Linked DNA regions of Mus musculus: regions 1 and 2 are each linked to region 3. The links are chromatin contacts, called in public Hi-C and promoter capture Hi-C maps. All regions are on one chromosome and are shown on one strand. The core of a region is the stretch at or near the end of the contact, and the rest is flanking DNA. Distances in the headings are between cores, read along the strand shown.

The links. Promoter capture Hi-C pulls out the DNA fragments that hold promoters and counts their contacts. A called contact is a pair of places that touch in the nucleus more often than the background predicts.
Region 1: a contact with region 3 is called in a Hi-C map of ventral hippocampal neurons, with 2.6 times the contacts expected there. The contact joins the enhancer-like site here to the promoter of Pcdh20 in region 3. A contact is called at or near these places in 3 of 39 promoter capture datasets (cranial neural crest, hippocampal neurons and liver), 1 of 484 Hi-C or Micro-C datasets (ventral hippocampal neurons), 1 of 115 datasets of contacts at active chromatin or transcription factors (astrocytes) and 1 of 9 other capture datasets (embryonic stem cells).
Region 2: a contact with region 3 is called in a promoter capture Hi-C map of hippocampal neurons, with 5 times the contacts expected there. The contact joins the enhancer-like site here to the promoter of Pcdh20 in region 3. A contact is called at or near these places in 3 of 39 promoter capture datasets (the 3T3-L1 cell line, hippocampal neurons and maxillary cranial neural crest), 1 of 484 Hi-C or Micro-C datasets (embryonic fibroblasts) and 1 of 9 other capture datasets (adipose tissue).

The regions. Positions count from the first base shown.
Region 1 is chr14:87,679,710-87,682,409 of GRCm38.p6, forward strand. No RefSeq gene overlaps it. Among named protein-coding and RNA genes, the nearest start is that of Tdrd3, 260 kb to the left of the region's middle. Within about 2 kb of position 1,307, at least 5 of the 459 cell types and tissues checked have an H3K27ac peak or open chromatin away from gene starts, as enhancers often do. A contact at or near this core is called in ventral hippocampal neurons, where this site is marked.
Region 2 is chr14:87,901,329-87,904,028 of GRCm38.p6, forward strand. No RefSeq gene overlaps it. Among named protein-coding and RNA genes, the nearest start is that of Gm33203, 430 kb to the right of the region's middle. Within about 2 kb of position 1,328, at least 10 of the 459 cell types and tissues checked have an H3K27ac peak or open chromatin away from gene starts, as enhancers often do. A contact at or near this core is called in adipose tissue and hippocampal neurons, where this site is marked.
Region 3 is chr14:88,470,046-88,472,745 of GRCm38.p6, forward strand. Pcdh20 (protocadherin 20) reads right to left here and starts at 1,351. Exons shown (of 3, transcript NM_178685.5): 1 at 1,336-1,351; 2 at 814-1,050. The coding sequence starts at 945.

The DNA.
Region 1 (2,700 bases), core at 57-2,556, 790 kb before region 3:
CTGTACTGGGGCATATAAAGTTTGCCTGTCCAATGGGCCTCTCTTTCCAGTGATGGCCGACTAGGCCATCTTTTGATACATATGCAGCTAGAGTCAAGAGCTCTGGGGTACTGGTTAATTCATAATGTTGTTCCACCTATAGGGTTGCAGATCCCTTTAGCTCCTTGGGTACTTTCTCTAGCTCCTCCATTGGGAGCCCTGTGATCCATCCATTAGCTGACTGTGAGCATTCACTTCTGTGTTTGCTAGGCCCCGGCATAGTCTCACCAGAGACAGCTACATCTGGGTCCTTTCGATAAAATCTTGCTAGTGTATGCAATGGTGTCAGCGTTTGGATGCTGATTATGGGGTGGATCCCTGGATATGGCAGTCTCTACATGGTCCATCCTTTCATCTCAGCTCCAAACTTTGTCTCTGTAACTCCTTCCATGGGTGTTTTGTTCCCAATTCTAAGGAGGGGCATAGTGTCCACACTTCAGTCTTCATTCTTCTTGAGTTTCATGTGTTTAGCAAATTGTATCTTATATCTTGGGTATCCTAGGTAAGGGCACTAGATTGATCTTCCAGAGGACATTGGGTCTTCCAGCATCCTTTAAATCCAGTTTCAAGGACCCCAAAAGCCCTCTTCTGGCTTTTGGAAGCACCAGGCAGGCACATTCTGCATAGAAATACATTTTAGTAAAACATCCATAGACAATAGGAAAAAAATTAAAAAAAAAACCTCTCTCTTGATTTCTAGGAAGTTTGAACATCTTTTTCTATGTTTATTGATGACTGAGTTCTATTCTACAAACTATCTTTGATTTCTTCTGAGTTAAGTAGGTTTAGGCTAAGTAAGGCTTGTCTTCTGATTCTTTTTCTCTTAAAGAAATTCTTTTTTTTTCTTACATATTGTCTCTCAATATGTAGACTTTCCTAACTGTGTTATTTTCTAGCTTATTTTATCTAATCTGTTATATTTCACTTTTGGTCTTTTAGGAAACAGCATGCTATTATTATTCCTTTTTCTCTCTAACTGTTGCAATACTTTAAAGCCAGGTCTTTAAGCTATTTGAAATTTGAAATTCATTCCAGTCCATGAAATGAGATAGGGAATCTGACAAGCCCCTCCCCCAAGGCACGTGTCTAACCAATTATCTGAGCTGTACTTGTTGAAATGTTTGTTATTTTTTTGGCAGATGCACACTGATATTTCTCTTATATAGATAACCAATATACGTGGGCTGGTTTCTTGGCCTCCCCTCTCTGCTACAGCATCTAACTGTCTTCAGTAATATGGTTGAAAATGAAGCTGGCTGTTTGGAAGGCATTCCCTGCTTTTGAGGCCAGCTTGTCAAGACTCCAAATAAGCCCAGCTGATTGGAGTTGTATTCAATTGGCACTGAACTATATTTTTTTGTTTCAAGTATAGAAAAAATTAAGTCTGATTGCACTTCATTTCCTATGCACCCTACGAAGAAAAATGTGCACCTTGTATTCTAAGAGTTGTACCTTAGAATCGGCTTCCTGGAAACAATTGCCTTTGGAACATTATGGGGAGCTGCTCTTCTGAGGCCTGTGACTCATATACAACAGAGGACTGTTTGGTCATTCCTCTGTGGGAGAAGAAGAGCTTAATCCTTGAAAGACTTGAGATCCTAGGGAAGTGGGATGCCTGGTGGCAGGGGTAGGGTGGTGCATCCTCTTGGAGGCAAGGGGGGGGGAGGAATGGGAAGAGGCATGGGAGTGGGTGGGAGGAAGAGAAGGAGGAGGGAGAGGAGAGGGAGGGGGAGGAGCAGGAGGAGGCGAATGAGGACAGGTAGGAAGAGGAGGAGAAGGGAAGATTTTAAGAGGCAGAGGGGTTGCAGAAAGCAAGACCCTCTGAATCAATTAAGCACGGTGCATCTGAACTCATAGAGTTCAAAGCAGCAAGTACAGGGCCTGCATGGGTCTGCACCAGGTCCTCTGCAATATATTGTAGCTATTAGCTTAGTATCTTTATGGGACTCTAACTGAGGACAAGTGCTTCTCTGACTCCCCTCACTGCTTTGTGGCTCTTTTCCTCTTGTTGTGTTGCCCTATCCAACTTTGATATAATAGTTGTTGCTTCATCTTATATTTTATATTGTTATGTTTCATTGTTGTGTCTTGGAAACCTGTTCTTTTCTTTCTTCCCTTTTTTTTATTAGATATTTTCTTTATTTCCATTTCAAATGTTATCCCCCTTTCCTAGTTTCCCCTCTGAAAACCCCATATCCCTCCCCACTTCCCGCTGCTCACCAACCCACACTCTCCAGCTTCCTGGCCCTGGCATTCCCCTATACTGGGGCATATAACCTTCACAAGGCCAAGGGCATCTCTCCCACTGATGACTGACTAGGCCATCCTCTGCTACATATGCAGCTAGAGCCACGAGTCCCACCATGTGTTTTCTTTGATTGGTGGTTTAGTCCCAGGGAGCTCTGGAGATACTGATTAGTTCATATTGTTGTTCCTCCTATAGGGCTGCAAACCCCTTCAACTCCCTTGATACTTTCTCTAGCTCCTTCATTGGGAACCATGTACTCTATCCAATGGATGGCTGTGAGCATCCACTTCTGTATTTGTCAGGCACTGGCAGAGCCTCTCAGGAGATAGCTATATCAGGCTCCTGTCAACAAGCTCTTGTTGGCATCCACAATAGTGTCTGGTTTTGGTTGTTGTCTATAGGATGAATACTCA
Region 2 (2,700 bases), core at 78-2,577, 570 kb before region 3:
AGTATAATTTATTAAGGCCACTTAATTTAGTTGTGTTATAATATTGACTTTTAAATAATATACAGTTATTAACTATTAGAAATATAGATTCATATTCCCTAATGATTATATACATTGGATTTCTTTGCTCAGGTACATATTATATTGTTAAATCTACATTGTTTATTCTAGTACTCTCTACTTGATCTCTCATACTTATCACAGTGCCTAACACATAATAGAAGTTCAGTACATTTGCTGAATAAGTAGCTTTCTTTTAACTGTGAGCACAGGCTTTTAGTGCTATGAGGTATCAGAATAAAGTGGCTCAGAAAAGGCTGGGGTTGATTTTCAAACATCTTGAAGGCTGCACAGGTTCAAAAGAAAGGATAAAGACTTAACCTTAGGACCCCGAATGCTTATCAAATTCAAATACAGGGAGGCTTATCCACCAACCTCAAATATCTCACTTGGAGATATGACAGAAGGCTCAGATTTCCTACTCTGAACAATTCCTTCACTTAAGAAGTTGTCTCTTTAAATTCCAAATAAACTCATTGGGAGGGTGACAGATTTGCACATTAAAAGTTATTGCCTCATTAGCACAGATGGTGTGCTCTAACCTAAGCAGTCTGCTTCTTACTAGCTTGTAGGAATCTCACTTGCCTTGGGGAAGATGAAAACTCCCACACAGAGGCAGAACTGTGAGAGGCCTGGTTGAGTTTTTTCGAGATGCCTCCCTGATCATGGATGTAGTGGGGCAATTGGATAGACCAATCTATACGAGTAGGGAACGGGGGTAGCTTCTTCTACAGACTGCTATGGTTTCTCTTCAAACTTCTTTTGAAAAATAGACTAGCCATTTATTCTTTCAATGAAAGTACAAAGGATTGAGTTTGGCGATTATTTTGAAAAATGGGAATTTTTGGAAGGTCATGTATTTGTGATGATAGATAGGCACTCCACTATTTTTCAGAAGTATATTTCCTTCTGAAAAATGGGTATTTATAGACAGTAAACTGTATTCCTCAACCTAATTATTAGGATTCATGTTAAGTATGACTTTCTTTTTAAAATGTGGCTCATGGAGTAGATTCCATGATTAATTCATCTTTGCTGTTTTCAAGCTCGGTGCATAGTAAGCTACAAGCCCTGAAAACTATTTATAAATGACTGAAAGGAACTGTATCTATGGCGAGTCTTCAGAAGGATGAATATCTCGTTTTGTAAATCTGAATAATTTATTGTGTTTGTGAATGACAAAGCATTCTAAAGAACTTCTGAGTCTGCTGTGCATGTGGGAGCACACAGACAAGGTTTCACAACCGTTTGGCACAAGCAATCGCCAATGGGAACTCGAAAACAAATCAAACAGAAAATGGATTAATTCCAGCAAGCAGCACAGACTGTTCTATGTTTAGGGGTAACATTGTTTTTTATTTTCACTTTAACTTTTATGAAATTCGCCTTTCATTTTTCTCCTTTACTTCCATTTTTCTGATATTTTTCAAGATAGCAATACATGAGCAAAAGAACAATAAGGTTAAAAAGATGTCCAAACAATGCATTGAGACAAAATAAAAAGTTTCTAAAACTACCATTGAGTTAGTTTTGTGTTGGCCATCTACCACTGGGCTAAAGTTTATATATTCAGTGAAACTTCATTGGAGAATTAAGATTTTTTTTTCCCTTTGTGAGAGATTGTCATTTACATATAGCTTCTTGGTTAAACATGGGAGCTGATTTCCACTTCTTCTCAGTGTGGTAACCAGTTTTGCTTGGACCTTTGCAGTCTCACTGCATGCTGCCAGTCTCTCTGTGGTGGTATGTGCACGATTCCTATTGTGTCTGGAAGGCACACTCTCTTTCTTGTCTTCCATCTCTACTGGCTCATCACAATCTTTCTGCCCCCTCTTTCACAAACTTCTCTGAGCTCTGAAGGGCTAGCATATTTTCTTTAAAGTTAATGTAGTGTTTTAGTCTAAGTGGTTTTTCTCTTGGTGACCTTCCTTCCCATAGCATCAGCAACTTTGTGCATGTTTGTGAGAGAGAGTGAGTGTGTGTGTGTGTGTGTGTGTGTGTGTGTGTGTGTGTGTATTTGGAGGCCAGAACTCTTTGTCTTGTGCCTGCGTTGTGTGTTCAATGTCTAATGTTTTGAGACAGGATCTCTCAATGAACCATGACTTGACCTATTTAGCTAGACTAGCTAGCCAGCAACCCTCAGAGATCGTCATGCTTCCCTTTCCTCAGCACTGCCATTTCAGGCATCTTCCGTGCTTCTCTTGGCCTTTACATGACAGCTAGTGGTTGAACTCCGATTCTCATGTTTGTGTGACAGGCATTTTAGAGACTGAGTCATCTCTTCAGGTCTTCTTAGCAATTTTTTATACATTAAATAATAGTCTCACATTACATGAATAATTCACTGAACATGGCCACATAGACTGCCACTATTAGTTGATAAACTATATAGGCATAACAGTATAGTCGCATACTGCTGTTTCTGGAATGGATTACTAAGCTTCTGTAAAATATATCTGAGTGACCGTCAGCTTAGCCAACAGTTGCTCCACTTGATATCTTTCTGAGCTATGTGATGATACCAATGCTGGGTGATTGCCTAATAACAGACAGCCTTTTCCTATGTTCTTATTCAATATCTTATTAGATATTATTCAGTTTGTAGAAGCATATATGTTCTATCTAGGGAGACAGAAAAAT
Region 3 (2,700 bases), core at 101-2,600:
AATCTCAAACTTTAAGGCTTTGGGTCTCTGGAAACACAGAACAGAGCATACTTTGACGCAATTTGCTGGCTGCTTAACTAGACAGGAAAACCTCCGTAGGTTGTGGGGAAGAAAGGGAGGGGAAGGTGGCGAAAAGGACTGAGCAGTGCAGGATTTAGTGCTCATTGACATGATTCTACCATTAAAGTCCCAGAACATCTAATGTGATAGACTCGTTTTCTATGAGGCCAATAAGGACAGCAGCATCAGTTGTAACAATGACAACAACAACAACAACAACAACAACAACAACAACAACAACAACAACATCATGATGGAAAATTGAGCCATATTCCCTACCTGCTTTAGGGAGGAAAAAGATTTTTCATTTTAATCCGTACAAGAAATCAAATAAAGTGATCTGGATCTCTACCTCTTATTATGCCCTCTACCTCCTGCTAAGCTGACAAGCCAGCAAAGTAATCGCGAAAAATTATTATGCAAAGGCATTTGTCAGTTGCAGTAGACAGACGATTCCAAGCTGACATTGGACACAGGGATCGATCTTTACAGCCTGGAATATAAAGAGGATTGAGCGCATCCTCGACCCTCCACCTCATGCAACATTTCTGCTTCAGAAACTTCCTCTATGGACCCGAGGGACCAAGCTATTTGTTTAAAATACCTTGGGCTCAGTATCCCAAACTCCTTTCCCTCCCCCTATCCTCTCCTGAAGTTTGCATTCTGGGAAAACGTTTGAAAATACCATCCAGGAGTAGAAACAGCTGGAGAGCATTGCAACTTCTGGAGGACCCAGGGTTCGCGCATCCTTACCGGCAGGTTCCTGTGGCTGGTCCTGCTGCTGGGACGATGTAGATGCCCCATATCCAGGCACGGGTGCCAGGTCGCCGGGCGCAAGCTCACTGCCTGGACCAGCAAGCTGCGCGCGTTCCCTCGGCCGCGCATTCCCTGGGAGGCTGCAGTCAGAGCGCTCCAGAAGGGAGGGTGGCAGAGGACACTCCCTCTCTGTTCATGCAAATCGCCGGGGAACTTCAGCCAATAGTCACTGGTCTGTCAATTAAGAACAGAAACTCCGATGAACTGGAAAGCCTAGGTTCAGAAGGGGACATTTACAGTGTCCGCTCCTGGACAACCCACCAAAAGAGCCAGAATAAGGACTGGCTCTTTACAGCTGGGAGGAGATGCCACCAGGTTGGGGACCAGAGCACATGACTACTAGCCTTGACAAGCCTCGCTCCTTACTGCACCACTTAAATCCCAAGTCTACAGGTTGTTAGCAAGAAAGAGAGAATTAAAATAAATAAACAAGCTCCCTTGGTGTCTGAACGCACAGACCTGTTCCCACAAAACCAGGCTTTGCCAACAAATTCCTCCTTGTCAATGTGGATCCAGCAGTTCTTTGCACTGAGCAAGAAAACACACTTTTCTCAAACAAGATCAGTCTCAACTTCTTGGTGCCAAAGATGCAAGCCAGAAAAGCAAAGCTATGAAATCGGTGGAGGCTCTTCCTGTCTTCATTTTAATTTTCGCTATTGGTGATGGCAAAGCTGATAGTGTTTCTCGGTGTCTGCCTGTAGGTTTAATTTTAAAGGTAGCTCCAGTTTCTAGATGAAAGACAGTTTCTAGCTGAACGACGACGAGCAGAACATGGTGTGTGTGTGTGTGTGTGTGTGTGTGTGTGTGTGTGTGTGTGTCTGTGTCTGTGTCTGTGTCTGTGTCTGTGTCTGTGTTTGTCAATATATCTGTGTGTGTATTTGTGTATTGTGAGTAATAACAGCTATTATTCTGGAAGGGAAACACTGAAAGGAGAGAGGGCAGTCACTAAAGCTTAAATAAAATAGAGGTTGCTCTTCAAATGTTCCCACTTCTCTTCTCACTCTGCTCTCCTAAGGGTCTAATTGGGGGTATGCCCCTTTACAAAGTGGTCCTGGAGCTGTCCAGGTCCAGCATCCAAAATGTTTTGCTATCTTACTGACTCTGATCTTCAACAGTCTGTGACCTGCAATCTTTCATGAAATCAGTTGATGGGAGTATCCAGTACATTCAGTCTGTAGAACTGGTAGATCTACTGGGTATCATATAAGTATTGGCCAAAGGCATTCAGCTTCTCTTCAAGTCTACATTCTCTTCACTAGGCTTCTAAATTTCCCCCTAACTGCCCTGAACATAAAGTCTTGTCGGCTAAGTGACTAGTGACTGAGTTAAGACCAGAAAAATCTCTGCCTCTAGCATCAGAAATAACAATTCTCTGTACTTTCCAAAGGAAAGCTAATTTAATTTTCTTCTACCTTGTACTAACCAAAATAGAAATTGTTTGGCTAATGGCCATATTTTTCTCCTGTATTCCACTAATCCTAGATGGAAACTCATGAACATTGATAAAGTACTACATCAGAACATCTGGTGTGTTCTGATGCTTGTTATTGCAAAGTTGTATTGTATATGGAAAAGACAAAACACTATACTACAAATCTGACAAATATTATGAGCATAGCTCTTTACAGCCCAGTGGGAGTATAGATGAAGTAGCCAGACCACATGTACACATCTGGACATGGTCTTCTGGGTAAAAGTCCATCATGCATCTGGTAAACAAACCACATCCAGGGAGGCGTGTTTGTCCCTTCTTTCTTAGCCCTCTGACTGCCACTTATACCCTACAGCTGAACTTTTACCAACATTGGTAAATATTTACCTTGG